Linked DNA regions of Mus musculus: regions 1, 2, 4, 5, 6 and 7 are each linked to region 3. A link is a contact called in public ChIA-PET, HiChIP or PLAC-seq, Micro-C and promoter capture Hi-C data. All regions are on one chromosome and are shown on one strand. The core of a region is the stretch at or near the end of the contact, and the rest is flanking DNA. Distances in the headings are between cores, read along the strand shown. Region 1 holds the start of Smurf2 (SMAD specific E3 ubiquitin protein ligase 2). Region 2 holds the start of Kcnh6 (potassium voltage-gated channel, subfamily H (eag-related), member 6). Region 3 holds the start of Ern1 (endoplasmic reticulum (ER) to nucleus signalling 1). Region 4 overlaps Strada (STE20-related kinase adaptor alpha). Region 5 holds the start of Kpna2 (karyopherin (importin) alpha 2). Region 6 holds the start of Map3k3 (mitogen-activated protein kinase kinase kinase 3). Region 7 has its middle 38 kb from the start of Gm39424.

Region 1 (3,934 bases), core at 136-2,635, 430 kb after region 3:
GAAGAATATCAGAAGTGGCATCGTAAGCAAATTATACCTGTAATATGTTAACAACTCCCTGCAGCTGGGAACATTAAACAGTCTTTCCCAAATCCCTCTGAGCATTCCTTTCCATTTAGAAAGAGGGTGAGAAGTGTGGAGAGGACTAGTGAAAGTTAGCTTAAAAGTTCGTATGCGTCCAGACTGAGAAACACATTGCAAAGCAAGGGATTCTAAACCAGGTCTGGAGTTAAGACATGAGCAACTAGTTCTGCGGCCTACAAGGAACAACCCCAAACATGCTACCCTACAATCAAACAACTTCCAAAACACAGAGTGTACAATGAGCCGGGAGTCGTGGGATCAGGCAGACACGCCGGAAAAGCCAACCACAGTCTCGGTCCCTCCCTCCCAGAGACGTGCGTTTAAGGTGTGTGGCACTGGCCACAGAGGTTGGCAGCACTGGAGAGTAAAGGTTTCACTGCCGGGCATAGGTAGGTGTCCAAGTTAACAACCCGGGAACACAAGCACTCTCCCGTTAAGCACTCACTCCATGTTTAAGGAGTGTTTACCGCGCGCAGTCAGCAACTGGATTCAGTAATCCCTTTCCCGACCCCACCTGGGCAGGAGCCCAGGGGCTGCTCCTGTGACCCCAGGAAACGAGACTTCAGGACCTCAAATCCGCCCTCCACGGGAGACCCACGGGCCACACACTGGGCGTTCTGAAGAATTTCCCAACCCCAGCTAAGTGGTTCTCCAATGACTCCCTAAACTAGGCCTTCCCACGCCCGGATTCCCGTCCAACGCCACCACCGACCGCGACCCCGGCCCTCTGCTTGCCCACAGGCGCCACAGCCGCCCGCCCAGCTCACCTGTCAGGCGCAGCTTGACGGGCCCGTTCCTCCGGCCTCCGGGGTTAGACATGTCCCCAGCGGCGGGGGAGGTGGCGGCGGCGGCGGCGGCGGCGCTCGCGGCCGGCGGGCCGGCGGGCGGGCGGGCGGACTGGGCTGGGCTGGGCCGACGGCGAGGCGCAGAGGAGTCACCACAGCGGCCGGGGCCGGGGTCCGAACAGCCCGCGCCGCGGCCGCCAGGGCCGGAGGGTCCCGGATGTGCCGAGCGCCGTCGCCATGAGCCGCGGAGGGAGCGGGACGCAGAGCTCCCCCCTCCTCCCACTTCTGCTTCCTCGGCCCGGGCCACACAACAAAGCGGCAGCCGCGGCCGGCCGCGCCGCCTCCGCCCCGCGCCCCCGCCGCCTCTTGTCCTCGCGGTCCGCCTCGGTCTCCCCTTCTCGGTGCCGCGAGGCCTGGGAGCGGACGGTGCGAAGTCTGCTGAGGCGGGCGGGTGCTCGGCCGCTTCCTCCTCCGCCCGCCCTCTTGTCTGAGAGAACCCGGTCCTGGGGCCGCAGCCGCTGCCGCCGCCGCCGCCGCCGCCACTCGTCGGCTCCTGGGGGCGGGGAGGAGACGGGGGCGGGGCCGGCGGGCGGGGCGGGGTTGCGGTGGGCGGGGCCGGCGAGGGGGCGGGCTTGTGGGCGAGGTCTCCTGCGCCTGGGGCGCCAGAGGAAGGCCTGGCTCCGCGCGAGCTGCGGGCAGCGCGTGCGCCACGGCCCAGACTGGGCCCCGAACTACACCGCCCGGCGGCGCCGGCTCGATGGCACCAGAGGGGCCTACTGACCAGCTAGCTCACTGAAAGATCGCCTGTGTCCCTACAGGGCAGAATGCCCGAGTAATACTCCCACTGCGCGCTCTGAGAGGCTGGCGAGAGTAAAGTTAGACCCAAGTCCGAAGAATTAATTCGCCAAGATGCTATTCCCACATCGAACGCTCCAGCAAATTCCCAGGAGTGCTTAGCTCTGAGTATTGTAATTGCCACCTCCACAGGCTCACCTGGTGCTCCATATCCGGTTACCTACCTGCTCGATTCTTCCCCCAACCCTGCCCAGGACAAGCATAGGGAGATAATACAAATGCGGCCAAAGACTGTGAACAAGATAGGTGGATATAGTGTGGAAAGCTCACGCAGTACTGTATTTTGCTGTCCCAGGAGGAAAAAAGAAAATGAATAGGACTGTAACTCTGACGCGGTGACTTACAACTAATAAGAACTTATTCTGGACAAATAAATAATGCAGGTTGTTTTGGGATTTTGTTTTGCAAGGTTGGGGTGAGAGTGCAGCCTAATAGTGAATTGTATTACATCAACTGCAACACATTTTTATGCAGCCATCTAAATGGCAATTGTGGTAGCCATGTAACATGTCAGACTTTATATGTAATGCAGGGTTTAAATGGAGAATACAAGTTTTATGTGCACGCAAGAGTAATAATGCAAACTAAGGATAAGAGTGTGGATTTGTGCCGGGCAGTGGTGGCGCATGCCTTGGGAGGCAGAGGCAGGTGGATTTCTGAGTTCGAGGCCAGCCTGGTCTACAAAGTGAGTTCCAGGACAGCCAGCGCTACACGGAGAAACCCTGTCTCAAAAAACCAAAAAAAAAAAAAAAAAAGAGTGTGGATTTATATCCATGTTAGCTTTGCTTTAAAGCTGTTATAACATTAATGCCGTTTAAACTGTTCATTGAAGCCTAATACATTTTAATCCTAAAACATTGCAAATGGTGACTTAAAATCTACCAGTTAAGACACTTCATTCTCCAGGTGAAATCCAAGAGCGTTTCATCGGTCTAAAAACACTCCTACGGATTAAAGTGATCCCAAAATCATAAGTTCTAGCAGTAAGACTTAAAATACAAGGGACAGCTCTAAAAATTCAATCAAGAAATACTAAGTGCTTATTATTCACAAAGCAATGAACAGGGCCCTTAAACACTTCTTTGTGCAATGTAAGATCTGAAGGCTCAGGAAATAATTCCCACAAAAGTTACTGTGGCGATAGAACAATTGCTACATCACTGTTTCAAACGCTAGGCTGAGACAATAAACTGAGCAGGCTGATGTATGCACTCTTCCTTTCCCTGGTTCTTATGGCCCACACTTTGTTCCCAACCACCCACTAGCATAATTTGTAGCTTTGTATTGGGAAATGGAAGTTAAGATTTCAGAAAATGGTCGGAAGCCTAGCAGGGGGTGGGAGGGTGGAAGACTGTTGTGAGTTTTAAGCAATACCTTCACATATGTGGCGGCTCAGGGAAATGGGCATAGGTTCAGACAATTCCGTTTAGACTTCCCTAAGAATAATGCTTTTAAACCATTCAGTCAGGGCTGAAGAGATGGTTTGTTGCTCTTGCAGATAATCTGGGTTCATCCCAGCACCCACAAGCTAGCTCACAACCATCTATAACCCCAGTTCCAAGGGATATGATGCTCTTTTCTAACTTCCATGGGCACCAAGCATGCATGCGATACACACAGATACATTCAGGAGAAGCATTCATACACACAAATAAGTCTTTTAAAAAGCTCAAAATATAAATAATAAGCAAAACCATTCAATATGTTGATAACCTCTGTGTAATGTTAGAAGTCAAATCCAGTGTCTTACACATGATAGGCAAGCATACTACCACTGAGCAACATCTATAATAACACTGTATTTGTTATTTTAGCTTTTATTTTACAGACAGGGACTCACTGTGTAAGCCTTGCTGGCCTGTAACTTACTATGTAGACCAGACTGGCTGGAAATGGACAGAGATCCATCCAAACCTACCACCACGCCCTTTATTATACTGGTAGTAATCTTTTTAAAGCTGGGTACGTGGATGTTTGTTTTATTGTTGTTTTCCTTAACACATTAAATCTTTAATATTGACTTTAATTAATAAATAAAATAAAGATTTTAGAAGACAAAAAAATAATAAAATCAAAAGGACTAATGTTAATAGGAAAGCCACTTCCAATAAATCTCTTGACAAAAAAGCCTCACCAGTGTAGGCCCAAAACAGAGCTCTCTGAGCCAGAAACCTTCAAGTAAAAAGGAGTTTTTATGCACATTCCCCCTT
Region 2 (3,553 bases), core at 625-3,124, 480 kb before region 3:
TGGGAGAAGATACCATGAGGGGGGTTGCTGGGATCTGATGTTCTAAGGATAATCTTGGGAAAGGGGGGAGGGGCCTCTGCCTCTACTCTTTTAGCCCTTTCTGCCTTGCCTTCTGACCATAGGAATACCATACTCAATATTTACAGCTAAGTGGAAGCTGAAGCTCCAGGATTCCCGGGAAGCCTGGGAGTCAGTACCTGACAGGAAATAGGGAAGGCTTGAAGGGAAATAAGTTATAACCGGAAGTCACAGGGAAGAGGCACCAGGTAGCTCAAACATGAGACCAGCTTTTCTTAGAGATCTGAATACTAAAGTCACAGGCTGAGGAGACAGGCTAACAGAAAGGGATTCCGTGACCCCTCTCTCTGCCCGGGTCTCTAGATCTCTTCCCCATGTTCTTCCTAGTTCTAAACAGTTTCTACTCCAGGATCAGATTCTACAGCACTATTGTTTGATACCTCTGAATTATCCCGTGGTGTATTTATTGCTATAATGCCGTTGTTTGTCCTCATTACTAGATGTTAGGTCCATAAGGCTCAACATGCGTCGGGATTACTCTTTGTAATGTGGAGACCAGAAAAATGCTTGAATGAATAAGCAAATGAATGAATGTCTTACTGCGTAAGCCCATGCTACTGACTGGATAGGAAATACTGTCCCCACTTCTCTTCCACAGCCAGCCTGCTCCCCACATTCAGGGACAGCCAAGACATCTCTGCCCCCCCAGGAAACCACACTTGGCAGCCCTCTCATCTCTCAACCACTGTGGCCAAGGTCCCCCACCAGGTATTGTGGCAAGGACACATCCCGCCCAGGACTCTAAGCCTCTCACCTGGACTTCAGTGGAAACCTCACTGAGCCTCCTTGGCCACCCCCTCCACCCCCCCATCCACTTTGTAAAGTTTATATTTCTGCCAGAATATTTGCTTCAAAGGCCTTCAAATTTCCTTCCGAACCTCAGACTTCTTAAAAACGTAGCTGTCCATCAATTAAATCTGGATGTTCAAACTAGCACTGGATGCTGCTTGTCATTTTTTTCTCCTGCATTTTCACCTCCTCCATTGGCCAGTTCAGCCCCTCTGCATTGACACCACCCTTGGGCCTTTTCCGAAGGTGCATGTTTCATTTTGAATGCTTGCTACTAAAATGTGGCTCAAAATTGGTCTTGGGACCCTCTGCAAAGTTCCAAGTCCACCAAGGTGCTTAATGAACTGTGGCCCTTCTTTTCTCCTCTCAGAAAACCCCCCTTTTTTTCAATAAACTTCACCCCACCCCAATTTGCTTTTTCTAAGTGTGTTCATTTTTAATCAGTACACAGACACTTTTACCAGTGGTCACTTGCTAATAGGTGGCGGCCATTTGTGGGCAAGGGGCCTAAGTGCCCCATTGCCACAGTCAGTCCCAGCGGTAAATCCCTGAAGACAGCCTTCAACAAAAAACTATCTGAAGCCCCTAACAACTTCTGCCCTCCTCTGCCTGGAAAACTACTTCAGTATCAAAAGGGGTCCAAAGAGATGCTGAGGTCTCTGTCTATTTGGACATGAGCAGAAGTTCTTCAGAGTATCCCAGGTTCAGGACCCCTGCCCCTCTCTCTAGGATTCAGAGCCCCTTATGGATCAGAATTTGCTCTTGTCCTGACCCCCAACCCCAACCCCAACCCCGTCTGCCTGTCACGTCCCTTGGCTTATTTCAGCACCACGACGCGGACAGCTCCCGGGCGCAAGCCTCGTGGAAGGAGGAGGAGCGCTGAGCCGTGGGAGCGGGAGGACTAGAGAGGGCGGGGAGGGCAGACGCTGGAGGACGGGCGGGGCCCGATAGCCCTCCCCGGGGGCGGCGCCCACCCCAGCCCGACGCTGCTGAGCCCCAGGACTGACGGAGACGCCAGAAGCCAGGGCACCGGTCACTCCCAGCAAGTGGTGTTACAGAAAGATGCCAGTCCGCAGGGGCCACGTTGCTCCCCAAAACACTTACTTGGACACCATCATCCGCAAGTTTGAGGGCCAGAGTAAGTGTGAGGTTTGGGGGTGTGGGGGACTCTCTGCAGTACGGGTTGGATGGCAGGAGCAGCCAAACTCTTCACTAACTTCTGATGGGGTAAAAGAAATGGCAGGGCTGGGGGCTGGGGGGGGGGGTAGATTCTGAATACAAAATCTTTCGTTTTGATGTCCCCAACACCTCCTCCATATGTGCTGTGTCTTGGGCATAATGCCACTCTTCTACCTGCTCACAGCAGTTTTCTTGGTGTTACAAACCCTGGCCTGCCCTCTCAGTCACTGCCCACTTACCCCTCCAGACCATTCATGCCTCTCCTAGAGGTTTGCCTGACTTCCTTCTTTTCACCCACAGAGCAGGTCTGACTCCCTGGTCACAGTCCTGCTTTCTGGTCTGGATCCCAACTATTATTCCAGGAGTTCTGGGGTCTTCCTCCCACTCTACTGACCCTAGCCCCCAAGCTTGGTTCCCACACCCCTACTTTTCTGCTCCCTGCCTCCTTCATGCCCCTCTGTGCTCCCAGAAGGAATGACCTTTCCCCAGGACTCTTGGTTCTTCCACCCTCCCTTGCTCTGTCCTCCACCTCCCTCATTCTGGCCCCTGCCTGCTCCTGTGTATAAATCCCCTCCTTGGCTGCCACCGGTCCCTGTAATCTTTCTCTCCCAACTACCCACTCCTGGCTGCCACGGTCTTCCTACCTTTTTCTTCCCACCCCAGGTCGTAAGTTCCTGATTGCCAATGCACAGATGGAGAACTGTGCCATCATCTACTGCAATGATGGCTTCTGCGAACTCTTCGGCTACTCCCGTGTGGAGGTGATGCAGCGACCCTGTACCTGTGACTTCCTCACTGGCCCGAACACTCCGAGCAGTGCTGTGTCCCGCCTGGCGCAGGCCCTGCTTGGGGCTGAAGAGTGCAAGGTGGACATCCTCTACTATCGCAAGGATGGTGAGACTCAGTTGGGCCAAGGGTCCTGTAGGCTACCTTTCTTGTCTATCATGGAGTGCCCTGGGGGAAGGGTCTGACCTAAGAGCCAAAGAGCCTGGACCACTTCTATCCCCACTCTGGGCCTTGGTTTCCTTAGTATTAGAGAGAAGCAATGAGAATTGCATGTTATGTCTTCTAAGGGACTTGAGATTGGGCTGAGCCAGCTATTGGTACTGGTATAGAACAGCCTCTTGCTCCACTTTCCCTCCCCCACCTCCCAGCTACCTACTCTGTCACTGCCAGCCCCAGCTGTCAAGGATGGAAATTAACCTTCCCTCATCTGCTCTGGGGATTAAGGGAGGAGTCAGCCCCCCAAGGTCTCTCTGGCTAGGCAGTGCATGGGGGCTGCTGGCTGAAAGGAAGAGTGAATCTGGCTCACTTAGGTCCAGTGGTTTGGGAAGGTAGCCTTGGGTTTGCTGTCACCAGGTGGCTTACCTAGATGGACTTTGTGTTTTTAAGTTCTGCCCGAGCCCTTGGAAAGCACAACAGAAACATAAGCTAAGGGCTGGGGGCCAAAAGCTCAGCATCCTTCAAGTCTCCCTCAGTGGATGAGGGTGTGGAACTATAGTCAGAA
Region 3 (3,667 bases), core at 337-2,836:
TCGGCTGGGAAACTATGAAACGTTCGAGCTCCATGGGAAACATCCAGTCATTCTGTTTATACTCGTTATCTGTGAGCAGATACCAGGCAGCAATCAATCAACCCAAGGTGAAGCGCCCAAGTTCAAAACCTGGTCCTAGTTGTGAAAAGTACATCTTTTCTTTTTAATTAGGAGAAGAAGAAGAAAACAAAACAAAAACAAAAAAACAAAAAACACCTAGGGTCTACCATGAAGAAAACGCATATAAATTTCCGTTTGGAAAAAAACAAACCAACTTGAATTTGAAAAAGTAGACCTTCTTTAATACTTCAGTAGTCTCTAAATTCTAATTTGTTATTCTGAGAGCACAGACAATTATTTACCTACAAGGCATAAGAGTTCAAAGAGTTGGCCGCGGCTGGCCCGCGGGTCTCCACACATGTCAGTCTTCCACCAGGACACCTGGTACATGATATGCCATATTAAAGGGAACACGGTACCTTCAAAGAGGTCATTAAATAGAACCAGCACAAGTGTACCATGCCCACATCCTGAAAAGTGCATTTTAAAAAAATTTTAAAGCCCCCAGTTCTTCCAACCAGAAGATGAAAATAGCCATGTCCGCCTACAAAATGTCCTCTTTAGCCAAAGTGTTCAAATCCTGAGTGGATAAAGAGTTAAATAAATATAAACCGATATTCTTCTCAAAAAAAAAAAAAAAAAAAGCGAAGACGTTTCTGACGGCCCCGCACGTGAGACAGCTTTAAGTTTTGCAGTACAACTCTGGCCCACACACCGGGTCTTTAAAAGGATCCAATGCCCACAGCTTAACTTGTTTAATGACACCTTCACTGTCTAGCAAAATTACTAGTAGGAAGCCCCCTGCCTCCGAATACAAAGAAACCTTCGGGTCAGGTAGGCAGAAACCAGCGGCGGCTGGCTAAAAACGCCGTGCCCATTCCCGGCTTCAAACGCTTTCCAAAGTCTCATTTAAAAACAAAACAAAACAAAAAACTTTCGAGTAAAGACTCAAAACTCCAGTCCACCACCCGCTTCCCCCGGCTTCGGGTGTCCATCCGCGGCCACGGCGGCAGTGCGGGCGCCCACCTGTGGAGACCGCGGGGCAGGTGGGCAGCGCGCCCAGGGCCCGGCCTTTGGGAGACAGCTCCGAGTCGCGCGCGTCCCGGGCCGTGGAGCCGCTCGCGGTCTGCCTCGGCCGCGCTGGCCCCGGAGGCGCCTCCGGAGGCGGACGCCAGTGTGTGGCCGGCCGACGCAGCTCCCACCGCCAAGCCTCCCGCAGCTGCCTCAGCCCAGGCGCCGGGCCTCCCGCCGCTGCGGCCCGGCTCGGACGCCAGCCCCCGCCACCGCGCGACTCTCCTCTGGCCGCGAGCCGGCCCGTCCCCGCACCGCACTCCCCTGGTTACTCACCCCGGGGCCGGGCGGCGGTAGCAGCAGCGCCAGCAGGAGCAACAGCCACCGGGCCGGCATGGCAGGACGTGGCCCTGACTCCGGGCCCCGCCGGCCGGTTCTGGAGCCCGCGCGAACAGAGGGCTGGACGGGGGCGCCGCAACGACAGCGCGGCACCGGCGGAGGATCGGTGGACACGGAGCTGACTGGGCGGCGGCGACACCCCCATTCCCAGCCCTATAAGTGCCTTGTGTCCCGGCTTCTTCCGGTCGGGGCGGGCTTTAGGGCGGTCCCGGGGGCGGGGGCTGTGAGAGGCGGAGTCACTGCCTGGATGGGGAGGAGCCTATGTTGTTTTGTGGGCGTGGTAAGAGTGGGAGGGTGGGGTTAGAGGCCAACGCGGTGCTAGCTTCTAGCTGCCTCCTATCCTGGGCGCTAGAAGCCGAAGACCAACTCTTGGCTTTGGGTATTTGTGGACGCTGTGCTTCTGAATGAAGAAGCTTGTTCGCAAGCCAAGGGAAAATGACATGTTGCCCCACAGGAAGTCCCACTCGCCCGATGAAGAACCCGAGGCGCCAGGCTTGCCCACAACCCTCCGTCTCCCTGCTGCCGGCCACCACTTACAAGGGTTGTCTAAGCGACCTCTAGAGCAGAGCAAGGGTTTCAGCAGCTGGCGGAAATTCGACCCTGAGACGCAGCCTTAGAGTTCACTGACGAGGGTCCTCCAGCTGTGCCTCATCCAGCCCGAAGGCCCCTTTCTTCCCTAGCCTTGCCCCTCAGGAATTCCCCGAAAGTCATGTCCAGCAGCCATCCGTTCCTCTCGGGATGAACAACAGCCAACTCATTCACCAAAAATTATAAGGAAATCATGCGGGCCTCTCGTGTCACATGTGTTTATGTGACCTTTGTAGATGTGGCCTGGTGAAGCTTGAGAGGACATGTGTCACAACTCTTTGGAGGTGGGCTGAGGACTCCAAGGTCTATTTAAGGGTGTGGATTATTAATCAGAACTAATGAGCCCAATAAGTTGTTTGGTCACTGGGTCCCAAGCTGCCCTCCTCTGAGTTGGAAGAGGGAGAACTTGTTTATAATAGGAAAGACAAAACATTCAGTGCTCAAGGAAAAAGTAGCTTATTATTCTAGTAGAAAAAGGGAGTTGCTGGGAGTGTAGTTCTGTTGGTACAGCACTTGCATAGTCTGCGAGAGAGGTACTGGGCTACATCTCCAGCCCTCCCAATATTGGATGTGTTGCCTCACACCTGAAATCCCAGCACCCTGGGGGTGGAGACAGGATCCGAAGTTCTAAGTAATCCTTGGCTACCTAGTGAGTTTGAAGCCAACCCAGATTATGTGGGGCCACGGGAGAACCGGAGCAAATTCTCTGTTTCCCCTGGCTTGCTCCTTTGACAGCCCGTTGGAATTTTCAGGTTTTTGAAGAGAAAAGGTTATCCTAGGGGGGGAAAAAACCGCAAAGAGGTAGTATATGATAGGTAGGGATTAGGGGTGTGTTGGGCTAAGGGCCCAGTCAGTATGTGCTTTGGGTCAACTCTATCCAATGGTAACAGACAGAACTGTCCCTAGGAAGACCAATCCTATTCCTGCCTCTACCCCCACAACCTGGAACAGCTCCCACCATGCTGCAGAAGCCAGCACCAGCTTGGGAAGGGAATTTTGGGCAAGTTTGAAAGCAGCAGACACAATTTGAAGTGTTACCCACAAGTCTCAAGGCAAATAAGTTTGGGATTTGCAGAGAGAATGGGGAAGACTAGAAGCTCCGACACTCCTGAGCATGCTCCCCCCCCCCCCCCCCCGCCCGGAAGCCATGGAGCTGGCCAATGATGCAAGCTGACAACGGGACCTGTGAGACCACATGCTTGGATTTTCAAATGAAAAACCCTGGAGCCTGGAGCCAGTGACATGACTCACATTCAGCAGATAACAACGTGTGATGTGCAAGCCTGACTTCAGTCCTCCTATTAGTGAAAGGAGAAAGCAAGCTCCTGGAAGTTGACCTCTGACCTCTCATACATATTGTAACATACGCAAACCCCCACTCATACTCACAAGTCACATAGTAATAAACTTTAAAAAAAAATTTTTTTTTTTTAAAGTTTGATTGAAAAAACTGCTTTGGAGCTGGAGAGATGGTTTAGCCCTTAAGCATGCATGCTGTTTTCCCAGAGGCTCCAAGTTCAAGTCCCATCACCCACATCAGGTGGCTCCTGGAACATCTAACAACCCTGGACTCTAGGGGCATCTGCACTCACAGACACACAGACATGCA
Region 4 (3,749 bases), core at 866-3,365, 310 kb before region 3:
ACTTCTTAAACCTCCTCTTGTTTGGAAAAAAAGTATTAGGAAGAACAATTGAATCCTCAGAGTAAAGTGTTTACTATAGGCGCTTTTACATTTTTTATATGTTTTAAACAACTCTCTTTGGAAAGGTCCTTTATTACCTGTGTCCCACTTCTTGGCAGGGAGGCATATGAGACACACCACCCACTAAGCTCCAACTATGCATTTCTTGTAGAGCACAGGTAGGAAAAGGCTCAATGAATTTCTTAGGAACTTTGCCAAATCCTTCCAATCTAGTTGCACAGAAAATGACCGGAAAAAGTAACCTTTAGTAACCAGTTTTTCTTTTTTTCTTTTGGAACTGGAAAATGTGGAACTGCAGGAGAGGAGCTAGCCTAGAGGCCACAGCAGATTCTACCCGGCTGCCGGCTTTCTTCCTCACCACACACATTCCCAAAGCAAGCCTTCCCCTCTGGCTAGTCTACAGTCAGAGCCAGCACACAGAGACAGGGAAAGGTTTTGTAACAAGCACAGAAATACTTTAATGTTCTTTGGGTAACTAAGATTAGTCATGTTTGTGGTTGCTAGTGACACTTTCCCTTTAGATTACCTACCTGCACAGCTTCATTTCTAAACAGAGACTTGAAATAAATTGTGCATCTGGTTTCCACAGATGGATTTAAAATGCAGGAGGATTTCTGAAATGCCTGGTCTGCTACTGACAAAAGAGATGGGGTGTCCTGATAGGTTTTCTGTCAACTTGACCCAGCTAGAGTTATCTGGAGGAACCTCAACTGAGGAAACACCTCCATTAGATTGCTGGTAGACACGTCTGTAGAGTGTTTTCCTGATTAGTGAGTGATGTGGGAGAGCCCAGCCCACTGTGGGTAGCACCACCCATGGGCTATCAGGCTACTACAAGAGGCCTGAGGAAGCCAATAAGGAGCACTTGTGCATGGCATCGGCTTCAGCTCCTGCCTCCAGGCTCCTACCATTAACTTCCTGCCTTGACTCCTGCAGTGGACTGTTGTGACTCAGGATACGCAAGCTAAATAAGCCCTTTCCTCCCCAAGTTGCTTTCAGTCATGGTGTTTACCACAGTAATAAAAAGCAAACTAAGAAAGTGGTATCAGGGTCATAGGGACTGCTGTGACAGACATAACCATGTTTTGGTGGGAGATTGTGAAGGACTTTGGAGTCTAGGCTGGAAATGCTGTCAACTGTTGTGGGAACATGGACGATATTGCTGAGAGCAGAGCAGATGACAGAGGTCTAGCTGTGGTTGCGGAAAGCCAGAGTCACTGAATTAAACCTGTGCTTTATCAGAACAGGGCTAGCTCACGAATCGTCCAGATTTTTAAAGTCAATGTTCAGAGCAAAGGGATGAATTTTTTTTTATTAGCTTATTCTTCTTAAACACAGCACAGCATAATTAGACCAGTGTAATCTGGAATTTCAAATTGCTCAAGAAAAGGCTAATTAATTCTGTTCCTTTCTTCTTTAGGTCTCTGTAACATTAAAAGCATTTTACTTTCTTGAAACATTTTAAAAACATTAAAAAAAAAAGCCATTGATACTTAGAAATGACCATAAAACAGTAGCACTGTTTAAAATAAAATCCAAAAAAGCATATATAAAGACTATAATATTTATGAAACACTACCAAATGAACGCATTCAACTGGCCACAGATTTCACCAAGGACAGTTTTTGCTAGAACATCAGCAGCTAAGAGCATATGAAAATTATATAATTAGCATTTTCTCTCTCTCTCTCTCTTAAAAATTATTTTGTTTGTTTGTTTCCTGAATGAAAACACATGGGTTTGACAGACAGGTGCTCTTGACAGTGCACGCTCAGACAAAACTAACGTGAGCATCGTTATCCTTGACTCAGCCTTGTGCTGCCTACAAAACAACCCACAGAAAGGGGTCCGCCAAGTGTTCTGTTCTTATCTCTCCCAGATCCCTTCCTCCTTCCCTACCTCTAAGGGTTCAATGTTTAACAACCCTGGTTGGCTTCAAACTGGTAATCCTTCAGCCTCAGTCTCCTGAGTGCTGGGACCACAGGCGTGTGCCGCTATGCCCAGCCACTGTGTGCTCATACGCTTGCTCTCCCTCCCTCTCTTCCTCCCTCTCCCCATCTCTCTCTCTCTCCCCTCCTCTCTCTCTAGCCAATGACTCATGTTTCCCACAATAGCTGTGTACACATATGGTGTTATTTACTTGGGAAAACAAAGCTCAAGTGGAGGAAGACACACAAACCTTGCAGCTTGTGCCAGTTTAAAAGAATCCCTGTTTTGTATGGGTTTGCAGGGAGGAAGAAAGATTGAGTTGAACATTTTTTGTTTTTTTCAATTGTGTGTGTACGTGAGCAGGAATGTATGTGTGTGGAGGTCAGAGGATAACTCTGGGGGGTCAGTCCTCTCCTTCCACCCAGGGCTCACTCAGGCTGGCTCCTCAGTCTGGTGCCCAGGCTTCTACAACCTATGCCTTTCCTGCTGAGCCGTCTCATGACCCTGTGGCTTGTCTTTTGAAGGCAGGCTTGCCATATACCTCACGATGGCTCTGAACATGCCATTCTCTTGCCTCAACCTCACAAGTGATGGGACTGCAGCCATGTGCCGTCAGGCCTGGCTGTGTCTGTCTGTTGCCTTCTGTCCTGAATGGAGGGTGGCTCTCAGGGCCTTATGCATATTTGTCATGCACTAGCTCCTGAGCTACACCTCAGCCTCAGCTGTGAGAGGTAGGGTGACAGGTGTGGTATACCTAGTCTCTTTTGCACTTTCGAATTTTGGTTTTGTTTTTACACTAGGAGACCTGAGGTCCTGCCTAATGAGCCAGAGAGAGATTTGTGTTTTCTGCAGGGACTGAAACTTGCTGCTGATGTCTACTGATGAGGAAGTGCCACTGAGACTGAAAATTCAAACTGATGAACTTAAAGTGCAAGGGCGGGGTGGGGAAGGGGTGAAGACTTTAGTCCCCAGATGAGACTTTTCTGCTCTTTAAAATACACAATAAACTTTTTCCAGGGTGAAACCTGAAGCATCACAAGTAAAATAAGGAAAAAAAAAAAAACAAAAAACAACATTGTACTTCAATTCAAGCTGCGAGAACAGAAGAGCAGAAGCATAGCACGCGGGCCGGCAGAGCACAGGCATCTCTCACAGGCATGCAGCAGCCACAGCCAGAGCCCAGAAAGCCACTTACTTTTCTCCGAGTGTCACCCGGAGGCTGCTCTGGGGTAGAGAAATCGATTGTTGGCATTTTGTTGTTAGCGGAAGACATACCCACACTCAGAATAGCAATGATCACACTTAGGACTACAGTTAATAATAGAAACCACGTATGTCATTACAGTACTATACACATACATAGACCGCAGTGAGACTGATGCAGCCTCACGGACGTGAACATTGACCTACTCCACAGTACAGCCCTGAGCACACGTACTCACCATCGGCATAGTCCATTGTTGGGATTTGCTGGCTTCTGAGCCTTATACCTTGTGAACCAAAACCCCACTTTTCCCCTTCCCCTTGTTCTTTAGGACCTTGCTCAGGCTGGGCAATTAACTACTCTACTATGTCCCTTGATTTGTTTATTCTGGAAATTTCTTTTAAAACTTTTAGCACTTGTGTGTGGAGACAAGGACAGCCCGTGGGAAGGATGCTGCTCCCCGTCCATGGGGTTCCAGGCTTGACAGCAAGCACCCTGGCTCCCTGAGCCTCTCACTGGTCTTTGTTCCTTTGTTTGAGACAGTACCTTGGCATAT
Region 5 (3,570 bases), core at 938-3,437, 510 kb after region 3:
AGGAGCCAAGGGAGGGTGAGAAGAAAAAAAAAGAAACAAAGAAAAAGTATTTTTAATAAGAATGCAACAGAAGCTGGGTAGAGTAATACACGCCTTTAATCCTAGCACTTGGGAGGCAGAGACAACCAGATCTCTATCAGTTTGAAGCCAGCCTGGTCTGTAGAGAGTTCCAGGCCAGCTAGGTCTACATAGAGAAACCCTATCTTAAGATGAAACAAACAGAAATATACAATAGCATGTTATAATCAACTAAATCTCAACTCCATTTCTATACTAGATTTAAAAAGCAGCAACGGTGGCACACGCCTTTAATCCCAGCACTTGGGAGGCAGAGGCAGGTGGATTTCTGAGTTCGAGGCCAGCCTGGTCTACAAAGTGAGTTCCAGGACAGGACAGCCAGGGCTATACAGAGAAACCCTGTCTCGAAAAACCAAAAACAAAAACCAAAAAAAAAAAAAAAAAAAACAAAAACAAAGATGACGACACAACACAGCCTGGCAGTGATGGCAAAGCACTCCAAGCACTCAGGAGGCAGAGGTAAAACGGATCTGAGTTTGTGGCCAGTCTAGTATACAGAGTGAATTACAGGACAGCCTGGACTACTCAGGAAACCCTGTCTCAAAAATATATAAATAAAATAAAAACAAAACAAAATCCTACAAGTTTTCATCATTATGGCTATAATACTAAGCCATAATTGCCCCTTACTACAAAGGCAACTTAACTGTCAATCAAAAAAAATTTTAAAAAAAGATAATTTAAAATTTCCACTAACCACAGTGAGCCCCGCAGTGGTGGCGCACTCCTTTAGTCCCAGCACTTGGGAGGCGGGAGGATTTCTGAGTTCGAGGCCAGCCTGGTCCACAGAGTTCCAGGACAGCCAGGGCTACACAGAGAAACCCTGCCTCGAAAAAACAAAAAGAAAGGAAGGAAGGAAGGAAATTAATTTTAAGACTTTTACCCAATATAGCTAAACTATTACCATTTGAGGATGTCATCAATACAGAAAAATTGAGATGTCTTACTGTTTTTATACACCTTCAAAATCCAATGGGTAGTTTAAGCACACGGGGCATCTCAACAGATTAGCGGCTTTTCAAACACTCAATAGTCTTAAGCCTCTAGCCAGCACGGTATTAAGTCAAGGATCTAAATTCTAGGCTCCATTAGTTAATAGAACACCAAGTAGGAGAACAATCTACGTCCTTTGTTTGTTTTATTTTTCGAGACAGGGTTTCTGTGTGTATCCCTGGCTGTCCTCGAACTCAAATCGGCCTGCCTCTGCCTCCCAAGTGCTGGGATTAAAGGCGTGCGCCAACAATGCCTGGCAACCATCTACGTCCTTAAGGCAATAAACGCAGCTCTCGTTTTCTGTTGATCGATGGCCAAAACGGATCCATACTAGTACCCTCTTGCAAGTTACATAAAGAATCGGTTCGTTCCATTATAGGGCCTTCCATCACATCATCGCTGTCAGCAATGGCATTAACGCCGCATCTTGCACACACTTCCAGAGAATGCATTCAGCCGGGATGACATCAGCTGTGATCAGTGGGGCTCGATAGAACCCAGGTGTGGTCGTCGCGAAGGGACAGGAACCCAAAGTACCCTGGTAAGCTAGTAGGTTTAACTGCTTTATGTCCGTCCTCGACCCTGACCCAGGTGATCCGGGTCAAGGGCTTAACTGGGGTGTCTTAACTGCCACCTTCATCCCCTGCCCAAAGCTGCGTCTCCTCCCCGGGGCAGAAGCATCAGGAAAGCGGCGGCACAGCCAGGTAGGTCCGCTCGACTGCGGCTGCCCTCCGGTCCCTCCACGCCGACCCGAGCCGCTCCCAGGCCTTCGCTGCCCTCCGCAGCGCCCGGCGTTGCCAACCCTGACCCCGGCGTGGCGAAACCAACCCGCCCCGAGGCCTGGTCGGAGCAGGGAGGCTCAGCTCCGGCCCGGGCGCGGCCTGCTCCCGCCCTCCGCCCCGCAGCCTTCCGTCCGGCCGTTACTGCTCAGGACCGGCTTCCGTTCCTACCTGTACAGCCGGCTCAGATTTCCACGAAAGGTGGTGCAGGACACTCAAGCTGCGGGTCGGCGGCTGTGGAAACGTCTGCTACCCTTCAGCCCTCAGATTTTGTGCCTCGTGCTGCCGGCCGGCGCGATTTAAATTTCCCGGTGACGCCGCGTTCCGATTGGCTGATTTGAGCCTAAGCTGCGCGTTCATTGGTAGGTTTGAAAAACACGTTAGGCGGGGGTGGGGGTGGGACGCAGACGCAGGTCGTAGGGGAAAAAAAAAAAAAAAGGTGGGGGTGGGGCGGTAAGCAGGGAAGCGTCGCGAGATGAGGGAGCGGCCGGGCAATCCCAGGGTGCCTTGCAGAAGGGTGACTCCAGATCTCAGCACACAGCATGGAGACCTGCGTTTCGTCTATGCTTAGATGGACACTGGGCCGTACCCTGTTTGCTTTCCCTGGGCTTGTCCTTAAACAAACACACGAAATTATTATTACACTTGTAAAAAAAGGCTTAGCTTGCGGTGATTGGCGCAGGCTTTTAATCCCAGCACTAGGAGTTCAAGGCAAACCTGGTTTATACAGCCAGGCCAACCAGGGCTAAATAGTGAGACCCTGTCTCAATCAACCAATCAGTCAATCAATCAATAAAAGAAAAGAGAAATATATTTACTTTAAAAAAATTTTACATCAGGAGCTGGTCACCGGGAGAACGTGGATCTGTGTGCCTCTTAACCATTAGTTGTATCACTATATTGTTTATAGTATTTGTTGATTATTTTATCTTTAGGCAATCATTAGTTGTATCGCTATATTATTGTTTGTGCTATTTACTGGTTATTTAATTTTTATCATGGGGAGTGGGATTGAGGCAGGGTCTCACATTAACAATAGAGCCCAGGCTAGCCTTGAACCTAATGCAATCCTTCCTCAACGTCAGTTCTGGGATTACAGACATGCCCCACTTTGTCCCGTGTGGTAAACTTTTAGATTACTTGGAAAATAAAGACAATGGAAGCCGGGCAGTGGTGGCGCACACCTTTAATCCCAGCATTCAGGAAGCAGAGGCAGGCGGATTTCTGAGTTCGAGGCCAGCATGGTCTACAGAGTGAGTTCCAGGACAGAAGCAAAAAAAAAAAAAAAAAAAGAAAAAGAAAAAGGACAATGGAAGCAGCAAATATGGTAACAATAATTTATTAGCCCGGTGGTGGTGGCGCACACCTTTAATCCCAGCACTTGGGAGGCAGAGGCAGGCGGATTTCTGAGTTCTCTGAGTTCGAAGCCAGCCTGGTCTACAGAGTAAGTTCCTGGACAGCCAGGGCTACACAGAGAAACCCTGTCTCGAAAAACAAAAACAAAAAACCAATAACTTATTAATACCTATTTTCTCCAAACCTTTAAAATTTTTTATTTATTTCTTTATTTTGCTCCCTTCCCCCAAACACACACACACACACACACACACACACACTTAATGGGTTTCTCTGTGTCTCTGTAGACCTGACTGAACTCCACAGACCTCAGAGTGCTGGGACTAAAGGCAGTGTGCCACCACTGCCTGCCTTCAAATACTTT
Region 6 (3,467 bases), core at 326-2,825, 400 kb before region 3:
TACAAAGAAGTTCCAGGACTACAGAGAAACCCTGTCTCGGAAAACAAAAAAACAAAAAAACAAAAAAAAAAGTTCCAGGACAGTCTAGGTTAGAGACTCTGTCTCAAACAACAAACACCTCGTACACACACACACACACACACACACACACACACACACACGAGAGAGAGAGAGAGAGAGAGAGAGAGAGAGAGAGAGAGAGAGAGAGGACAATAAAGTTAATAGTATGGGTTGAGAGTGGGGATGAAGAAAAAGAATTGCGTAAGACACTCCTTAAGAGATCTGATACTCCAAAGCCACCTCCTAAGGTAAGTGTTTCTAAATGACAACTGAAAATGGCATCAGATTTTTCTGGAATCTGAAATATGTCATTGGAACTGTCTCCAGAGAAAGGGAAGCCACACTAACTGTGGTAGAGTTGGAATCTTAAGACTGGGTGTATGAATTATTGAAACAATGGAGGTTGAAAAAGTTAATCACAATGCTCTTTTGAAAGATCACACAGCCAGTACAATTGTTTTGAGACAATATTTAGTGGCACAGGAAGCACAAAAGTGTAAGCACACCAGAAAACAATATGAAGTTATTTTTTGTCTAACGTTGCATATCTAGGTAGGAAATAGATAAAACTATCTTCAGGGTAGGGCTTTTCTTTCTGTTTTCCTGCACTTTTAAGTTTTCTTTTAAAAACGTGTCTCGCTTTTATAATTCTAAGAGCAAAACTTGTCCAAAAGCAACTCTAGCAGAACTCAGAATGTGGGGACCCACATTCCAGCACTAGCCTAGCCTTTGAAGACGGAGTATCAGGTGTGGCCTCGGAGGTCTGAGACCCAGGGGGATGAGAGAAGTAACAAGACCATCCCCCTGCCTGTAAGCCGAGGCTACTCAGGGTATCGCGCAGCTCAAGTAGCCTGAAAGCATCGAGCCAAACCTTCCCTGCCCAATCCGCGCCAGACACTTTGCCCCAGCAGGGGCCGGACACCTCAGCACCTCGAGGTCGCCAACAACCGACAACCATAGGGCCGAAGGTTTTCTTTTTCTGAGGGCCTCTACAGAAGACGACTTTGCAAGGCGCCAGGCCGGGGTAGCCGCCGAGGGGAACGGCGCCAGCCCGCGCGCCCGCCGAGGGTTCCGCAACTGAGCAGAGGGTTGTGGGCGGAGCCTCAAGCCGGAGCAGTGATTGGAGCAGCCCACACCTTGGCCAGAGAGGCTGAGAGCGCCAGCTAGCGACACTCCGCGGCGGGTACTCAGCGCTCTCTCCGTGATTGGCTAGGCGCGAGAGGACGGGCGCTGTCTCAGTGATTGGCAGGCTCTAGCCAGCCCTCGGAAATCGCCTTGACTTCGCCCATTGGCATCCTGTGAGAGTAGGCGGGATTGGTCCGTCGTGATTAGCTGGCGGATGAGAGTGAGGGCGTTGGGAGAGAGCGGGGAGGAGGAGGCGGGAGTATCTGACTTCCTCCTGGTTATTGGCTGGTAATGAGAGTGGGGGTAGTGCCAAGGCCCAGCGGCTGCATGCGATTGGCAGATGCTGGCATGAGTGACAGGCTGCAAGGCTTGCTGCGCGCCCAGCGGTTTGTTTTTCGGAGCGTTCCTGAGGTGGAGAACAGTGGCCGGTCGGAGCGTCTTCTGGACTTCAGGACTCGCAGGCGGCCCGGTCGAGTGGCGCCGCCGAGGCCGGGTTGGGCCGAGCCTGGGAGCGCCGGGGATGTAGCGGGCCAACCTGCTCATGCCACAGCGCCCGGCCGCGGCCGGAGCCGGAGCCTGGGGAGGCGGCGGGGGCCCCGAGCGCAGCCCACGGCCCCCGCGCGGAGCCAGGCCCGCTGCCGTCCCCGCCGCCCGCTCCCCCGGCATGCAGCCCCGGCTGCGGAGGTGACACTTCTGGGCTGTAGTCGCCACCGCCGCCTCCGCCATCGCCACCATGGGTGAGTACCGCCACCGCCCCGGCCTGTGCCCGCGCTGCTTCGCGACGCCCCGCCCCAGGCTGAGGGGAGGAGGACCCTGGGCCGCCGCCTGACAAGGCATGGACAGTTCGCCGGGCCCGGGGCTGAGGATCGCGGACCGCTCGCCTCTCCGCGGTGCCTCGATCGGGGCGCCGTTCTGGCTACCTCCGGGGGTGCCCTACCGGCCAAACCCACTCGGCAACTCTCTTTCCGGGCATGCGGCCGGCGTATCCCGGGGAGGGGTCTGCGGGACCGAGGCCCGTCGGGCGGCCCACTGCGGTCCCCAGCGAGCTGGCGCGCGAGCTTGAGGGTGGGGGAGCCGGAGCTCAGTGTGGGGCCGGGGCTGGAGCCTGGTGCAGGCCCAGCTGCTGTTGTGTCTTTTCCTTGATTTGCTTTTTTTTTTTTTTTTTTTTCCTGCCTGTGTCATTTCCTTCCCTTTGCTCACACAGGCTGGCCTGTGAGTTCCCGGGGCTTTGCTCTGGAGCTCTGTGCGCTCTCCTGCGCGGGGGAGGGGGACGCGGGGGGAGGGTATGCGGGGCATCCACTGCGACGCTATTCGACGCGGATCCCTGTTAGCAATAGCAGGCTTGAGAAATGCGAGCTGCGCTCCTCGCAGATTACTGGAAGTTAAGAATCCTTGAGCGCTGAGGGTTATAACTCAAACCCTACTTTTGGAAAAACCCGGCTTTTATATTTATCCTGCGCTACCCCTGCAACTATGTAACTTTTTGAAAGAGGCATTCGGTACATAAAAGGATCACTATGAAATCATTTCCTTTTTGTCAGTATTTGTAATTCTCCTGTGAAGATGTAATCTAAGAAAAGTTTTTTTAATGCCTTCTACAAAATATTTGAGCTGTTTTATATATATTTTGCATAATTTTGGTTCTTTATCAAAAAGTCTTGGACTTAGCTAAGGAATGTGTGACATTTTAAATATATTTTGCTTCCCCAGTTGGGGCAGGTATTGTGATGCTCATTTTCCTGGTCTCAATCAGGTTTTGCAAAAATATTTAGTATTATTCTAAGTCAGAAAGGGGTGAAATTTAGTGAAAGTCTCCTTTGCAGAAGTATTCATTGCTTGTGTGAGTGCTCCATAAGATGAAATGCTAATGTTTGTTTTGCCCTAAAGCAAGGTCAAGTCATTTTTGTAGGAGGTTTTGTGGGTGCAGTAGCAAATTGGCCAGATACTCGATTGTGGTGGAACTCCTTACTCTGGCTTTAAGTTAATTGCTTTGTTCTTTATCAGACTGCCCCTCATACAGTATGGGAAGGATTTGTTCATTTGCTGGGTTTTCTATTCCCTTTCCATGCTATATTTCAGATTTTTTTTTCTATAGAACTCTCATCTGAGAGACACCAAAGGAAACTAGTAAGGATTTACATTTCAACATTTATTTATTCACATGTCTAATACAATATATTCCAATAAATGTTTATGGAATGCTTATTATATGGGGCACATATTTCCTTATATATTATTGGGGAACAGAATTCTTTTTATCCTTCCCTGTTTCCCCACATTTA
Region 7 (3,485 bases), core at 491-2,990, 470 kb after region 3:
CCAGGTTTCTGTAGATTATTCAAATGAAGGTATTCGAAGGCCCTTCTCTGTGGGGTTGGAGGGGAGGTGACTTTTACTCCACCTGAGGCCCAGTAACCTCAGAGGACTCCTATGGAAAGAAGACAGCCACTCAGAGCAGAGCCATGGCTGATGACCCACGCTGGCAGAGACAAAAGCCACAGAGCTCAGTCCACTGCTGTGGGAGCTGCCATCAAGGGGCCCAAGACACCGCCAACCTGGATCAGTCACCAGTGACAGCTTCCCATACTTGGCTCTAGAACTCAGACGCTCAGAGCACATCTGCTCTTGCAGAGCCCATTTCCAAGCACACACATCAGGCTGTTCACAATCACCTGTAACTACAGCTCCAGGGGATCCAACATCTATGTATCGTCTCACAGCAACTGCACTCACAGGCTCATGCCACCGTACCGTGGATTTAAAAGATGGATTTACTTCTGGTTTCTATGTATGGATGATTATCCAAACACACATGTCTATGTGCCACCTGCATACCTGGTGCTTTGCAAAGAGGATGTTAGGGTTCCTGGAACTGAAGTTATAGATGGTTGTGAGCCACCATGTGGGCTGCTGGGAACTGAGCCTGGATCCTCTGCAAGCTCATCTTAACCACTGAGACATCTCTAGTTCCCAAATGTACATTTTTTAAGAAAATAAGAGACTGAGGGCCTGGGGATGTAGCTCAATGGTGCTTAGCATGTGTGAGGTCTGACCCCCAGTTCCTACAAAAGATTTAAACAAGAGTGAACAAATAAAGAAATGGAGGCCGAGGACAAAGCTCCCTTGTGAAAGAATTCTGAGCAATCTCCACAAATGTGCTTTCCTCAGCTCAGAACTCGGCACAGCTCCACTGTGGGCGCTGGGTCGTGTCATCCATTCAGAGGACACAACCCAGAAAAGACTGGTTTACTGGTGGAAAAACCTGCCCAACACTACTGTAGCCAGGTCATTTCAAGAGAGACAGACTAACAAAATGGCTCAGCAGGTAAAGGTGTTTGCCCCCAAGCCTGAAGACCTGAGTGAGTCCCATCCCTAGAACCCACATGGAGGAAAGAGAGAACACCCACAAAATGTCTCCCTTTCCCTCTCTCTTTCTCCCTCTCTCTCTCTCTCTCCCTCTCTCTCTCTCTCTCTCTCTCTCTCTCTCTCTCTCTCTCTCTCTCTCTCCCATTTTTGCTCCATGTCTCCAGGCTTTGTTGAAGCCCTGCAGGACGGCAAAGAAGATGGGGTCCGCTCTGCCATGTTCCAATGCTATCTCTCTGCATTCTTGGGACAGTCACTTGAGCTTCATTGACCCTCAGTGTCTCCTCCATCTGTGAGAACACACAAATGCAGTGTCATGTCTCAGGCCTCAGTAACAGTGAGTGCTGGAGAAATTTCCTGTGGCCTTTGAGACAGTTGGAGTGAAGGAGAGAAGAGCCCAGCAGAAGGAGTCTATCTGTGGTCAATTCTCTGCGATGGCGCAACCTCCTTTCTCCCTCCCCCACCACGCCCATTGCCCTTCACTCAATCTCTGCTAAAAGCAGCAAATTCAAGGGCCTTTCAGACCTTCTTGGTCAACTTGACTTTGTCAGCTTTTTGCAGCCCCAGAGGGCACATTCTCTAGAACACGGTGTTCACAGCAGCGCCTCTAACCACAAACCCCAAGAGTCTCAGCAGCGAGACACTCAGGATGTCTAAGGGTCCTCTCGTCTTCTGAGGCCCAGCCCAGCGCACATAGCATGGGAATTGCATGCATCAAAGGCAGGAAGTCCCTGACAAGTCTGTCCCATAAGCCACCAGACGCTGGTTACCTTCATGTGGCTGAACTAGAGGTCGAGTTCTCAGGGTGGGGCGAGGTGGTCTGGGGCCTTCGCAGCCAGGGTGGAGCCCAAGCCTGAGGAACTAGACCTGAGAATTGAGGCCTGAGCTCCCCACCCCAGGAAGCCTGGCTCCCAGCTGCTCAAAGAGAGGCTGGTAGCTTGGGTCTCTGCTCCCTCCCTCGTGGGATAAGTGGTATTTGAATTCCTGCTTCCTTTCCTGTTTCCCCTCCCCTTTTTTTCTATACATTCCCCAAGGAAATACTAAGTGTGTACTGCAAATCCTGAGGATAAGATCCAAGGGAAACATTGAGAAGAGTTGGTGGCTTTCCTTGAGGACCCCATTTATCAAGGGTCTGGTTAGCCCTGACTAGCTTAGTGGCCCAGGGTGCCAGCTCTATTATCCTGGAAAAGAGAGAGGGTAAGGGGGGGCCTGGGGGGGCGCGCACTGAAGGGCTAGCCTGGCAGGTCACAGAAGTCTGACATATAGAGATGTCTCTGCAGCCACTGGCCCCAAAGGAGAGAAAAGGTGAGGACGGCTGGAGGCCAAAGAAGGATTTGGGAGAAGAGGAGGGAGAGACGGTGTACCAAGGAACATGGTAGCCTTCCAAAGGCAGCTGGGTATTAAAAACACTTAAAGTCACACAATTCATGCTTAAAGGGCGAGCAGAGTAGAAAGTGAAAGTAAAGAAGTGGCTGTAAGAAATAGCGGATGGAGGGGCAGGGGGCAGAGGGGCATGGGAGCAGGGGGCGATGGCATGCCAGCTCCTGTTTGCAAGGCCTGGTTAGGGCCTTTTAGAAGACGTAGTTACGGGGCTGGAGAGATGGCTCAGTGGTTAAGAGCACTGACTGCTCTTCTGAAGGTCCTGAGTTCAAATCCCAGCAACCACATGGTGGCTCACAACCATCCTTAATGAGATCTGATGCTTCTTCTGTGGTGTCTGAAGTCAGCTACAGTGTATTTACGTATATATAATAAATAAATAAATAAATAAATCTTTAAAAAAAAAAAAAAAAAGAAGACGTAGTTACGGTGCTAACTGTGCGCTCATCACCTCCCTCAGTGAAGGAAGCACACAGCCCACTCTAGCTAGTCCTTGTAAATCAGGACCAGAACCCAGGGCAGCCAGATCCACCCGACAAAGGATTTTCTTGTTGTCCTTATCAGTGTTTGTTTTTCCAAGTCTAATTTTATTATATTTATATTTTATGTGTATGGGTGCTTTGCCAGTATGTATATCTGTGCACCCGGCTCGAGAAATCCCTTCTTGAAAAACCAAGTGCCGGGCATGGTGGCACACGCCTTTAATCTCAGCACTCGGGAGGCAGAGGCAGGTGGATTTCTGAGTTCCAGGCCAGCCTGGTCTACAGAGTGAGTTCCAGGACAGCCAGGGCTACACAGAGAAACCCTGTCTTGAAAAACAAAAACAAAAACAAAAACAAAAACAAAAACAACAACAACAACAACAACAAAACAAAACAAAACAAAACAAAACAAAACAAAAACAGAGAAGGGATCTCTCTGTGTAGCCCTGGCTGTCCTGGAACTCACTCTGTAGACCCGACTGGTCTTTTTTTTTTTTTTTTTTTTTTAAATATGAGTACACTGTAGCTGCCTTCAGACACACCAGAAGAGGGCATCAGACCCCATTACAGATGGTTGTG

The links. Promoter capture Hi-C pulls out the DNA fragments that hold promoters and counts their contacts. Hi-C and Micro-C count contacts between places; a contact is called where the count stands out from the background. ChIA-PET counts read pairs in DNA pulled down with a chosen protein or histone mark. HiChIP or PLAC-seq counts read pairs in DNA pulled down with a chosen protein or histone mark.
Region 1: a Micro-C map of embryonic stem cells shows a contact between it and region 3, with 4 times the contacts expected there. The contact joins the promoter of Smurf2 here to the promoter of Ern1 in region 3. A contact is called at or near these places in 3 of 39 promoter capture datasets (cranial neural crest, embryonic stem cells and frontonasal cranial neural crest), 2 of 484 Hi-C or Micro-C datasets (both in embryonic stem cells) and 2 of 115 datasets of contacts at active chromatin or transcription factors (effector CD8 T cells and pancreatic cancer cells).
Region 2: a contact with region 3 is called in a promoter capture Hi-C map of pre-B cells, with 4 times the contacts expected there. The contact joins the promoter of Kcnh6 here to the promoter of Ern1 in region 3. A contact is called at or near these places in 1 of 39 promoter capture datasets (pre-B cells) and 1 of 484 Hi-C or Micro-C datasets (embryonic stem cells).
Region 4: a FOXA1 HiChIP or PLAC-seq map of pancreatic cancer cells shows a contact between it and region 3. The contact joins the enhancer-like site here to the promoter of Ern1 in region 3. A contact is called at or near these places in 3 of 39 promoter capture datasets (cranial neural crest, neural stem cells and stem cell-derived epiblast-like cells), 1 of 484 Hi-C or Micro-C datasets (embryonic stem cells) and 1 of 115 datasets of contacts at active chromatin or transcription factors (pancreatic cancer cells).
Region 5: an RNA polymerase II ChIA-PET map of effector CD8 T cells shows a contact between it and region 3, with 9 read pairs. The contact joins the promoter of Kpna2 here to the promoter of Ern1 in region 3. A contact is called at or near these places in 2 of 39 promoter capture datasets (cranial neural crest and hippocampal neurons), 1 of 115 datasets of contacts at active chromatin or transcription factors (effector CD8 T cells) and 1 of 9 other capture datasets (adipose tissue).
Region 6: a contact with region 3 is called in an RNA polymerase II ChIA-PET map of effector CD8 T cells, with 25 read pairs. The contact joins the promoter of Map3k3 here to the promoter of Ern1 in region 3. A contact is called at or near these places in 2 of 39 promoter capture datasets (cranial neural crest and pre-B cells), 2 of 484 Hi-C or Micro-C datasets (both in embryonic stem cells) and 3 of 115 datasets of contacts at active chromatin or transcription factors (effector CD8 T cells, extraembryonic endoderm stem cells and pro-B cells).
Region 7: a contact with region 3 is called in an RNA polymerase II ChIA-PET map of memory CD8 T cells, with 17 read pairs. The contact joins the enhancer-like site here to the promoter of Ern1 in region 3. A contact is called at or near these places in 3 of 115 datasets of contacts at active chromatin or transcription factors (effector CD8 T cells, memory CD8 T cells and pancreatic cancer cells) and 1 of 9 other capture datasets (embryonic stem cells).

The regions. Positions count from the first base shown.
Region 1 is chr11:106,919,330-106,923,263 of GRCm38.p6, forward strand. Smurf2 (SMAD specific E3 ubiquitin protein ligase 2) reads right to left here and starts at 1,386. Exons shown (of 19, transcript NM_025481.3): 1 at 852-1,386. The coding sequence starts at 903.
Region 2 is chr11:106,006,274-106,009,826 of GRCm38.p6, forward strand. Kcnh6 (potassium voltage-gated channel, subfamily H (eag-related), member 6) reads left to right here and starts at 1,875. Exons shown (of 13, transcript NM_001037712.2): 1 at 1,875-2,005; 2 at 2,710-2,940. The coding sequence starts at 1,930. It overlaps Ace3 (angiotensin I converting enzyme (peptidyl-dipeptidase A) 3), which reads left to right. Exons shown (of 15, transcript NM_001101453.3): 15 at 677-1,277. The region is part of intron 2 of Gm35971 (a long non-coding RNA gene); the gene reads right to left.
Region 3 is chr11:106,486,210-106,489,876 of GRCm38.p6, forward strand. It overlaps Ern1 (endoplasmic reticulum (ER) to nucleus signalling 1), which reads right to left and starts at 1,587. Exons shown (of 22, transcript NM_023913.2): 1 at 1,408-1,587. The coding sequence starts at 1,467.
Region 4 is chr11:106,177,771-106,181,519 of GRCm38.p6, forward strand. Strada (STE20-related kinase adaptor alpha) reads right to left here. Exons shown (of 13, transcript NM_001252448.1): 4 at 3,185-3,213. Among named protein-coding and RNA genes, the nearest start is that of Strada, 14 kb to the right of the region's middle. Within about 2 kb of position 2,116, at least 71 of the 459 cell types and tissues checked have an H3K27ac peak or open chromatin away from gene starts, as enhancers often do. A contact at or near this core is called in pancreatic cancer cells, where this site is marked.
Region 5 is chr11:106,997,338-107,000,907 of GRCm38.p6, forward strand. It overlaps Kpna2 (karyopherin (importin) alpha 2), which reads right to left and starts at 2,188. Exons shown (of 11, transcript NM_010655.3): 1 at 2,022-2,188. It overlaps Gm39424 (a long non-coding RNA gene), which reads left to right and starts at 2,132. Exons shown (of 3, transcript XR_880255.3): 1 at 2,132-2,212.
Region 6 is chr11:106,083,012-106,086,478 of GRCm38.p6, forward strand. It overlaps Map3k3 (mitogen-activated protein kinase kinase kinase 3), which reads left to right and starts at 1,576. Exons shown (of 16, transcript NM_011947.4): 1 at 1,576-1,922. The coding sequence starts at 1,919.
Region 7 is chr11:106,960,076-106,963,560 of GRCm38.p6, forward strand. No RefSeq gene overlaps it. Among named protein-coding and RNA genes, the nearest start is that of Gm39424, 38 kb to the right of the region's middle. Within about 2 kb of position 1,741, at least 109 of the 459 cell types and tissues checked have an H3K27ac peak or open chromatin away from gene starts, as enhancers often do. A contact at or near this core is called in effector CD8 T cells and memory CD8 T cells, where this site is marked.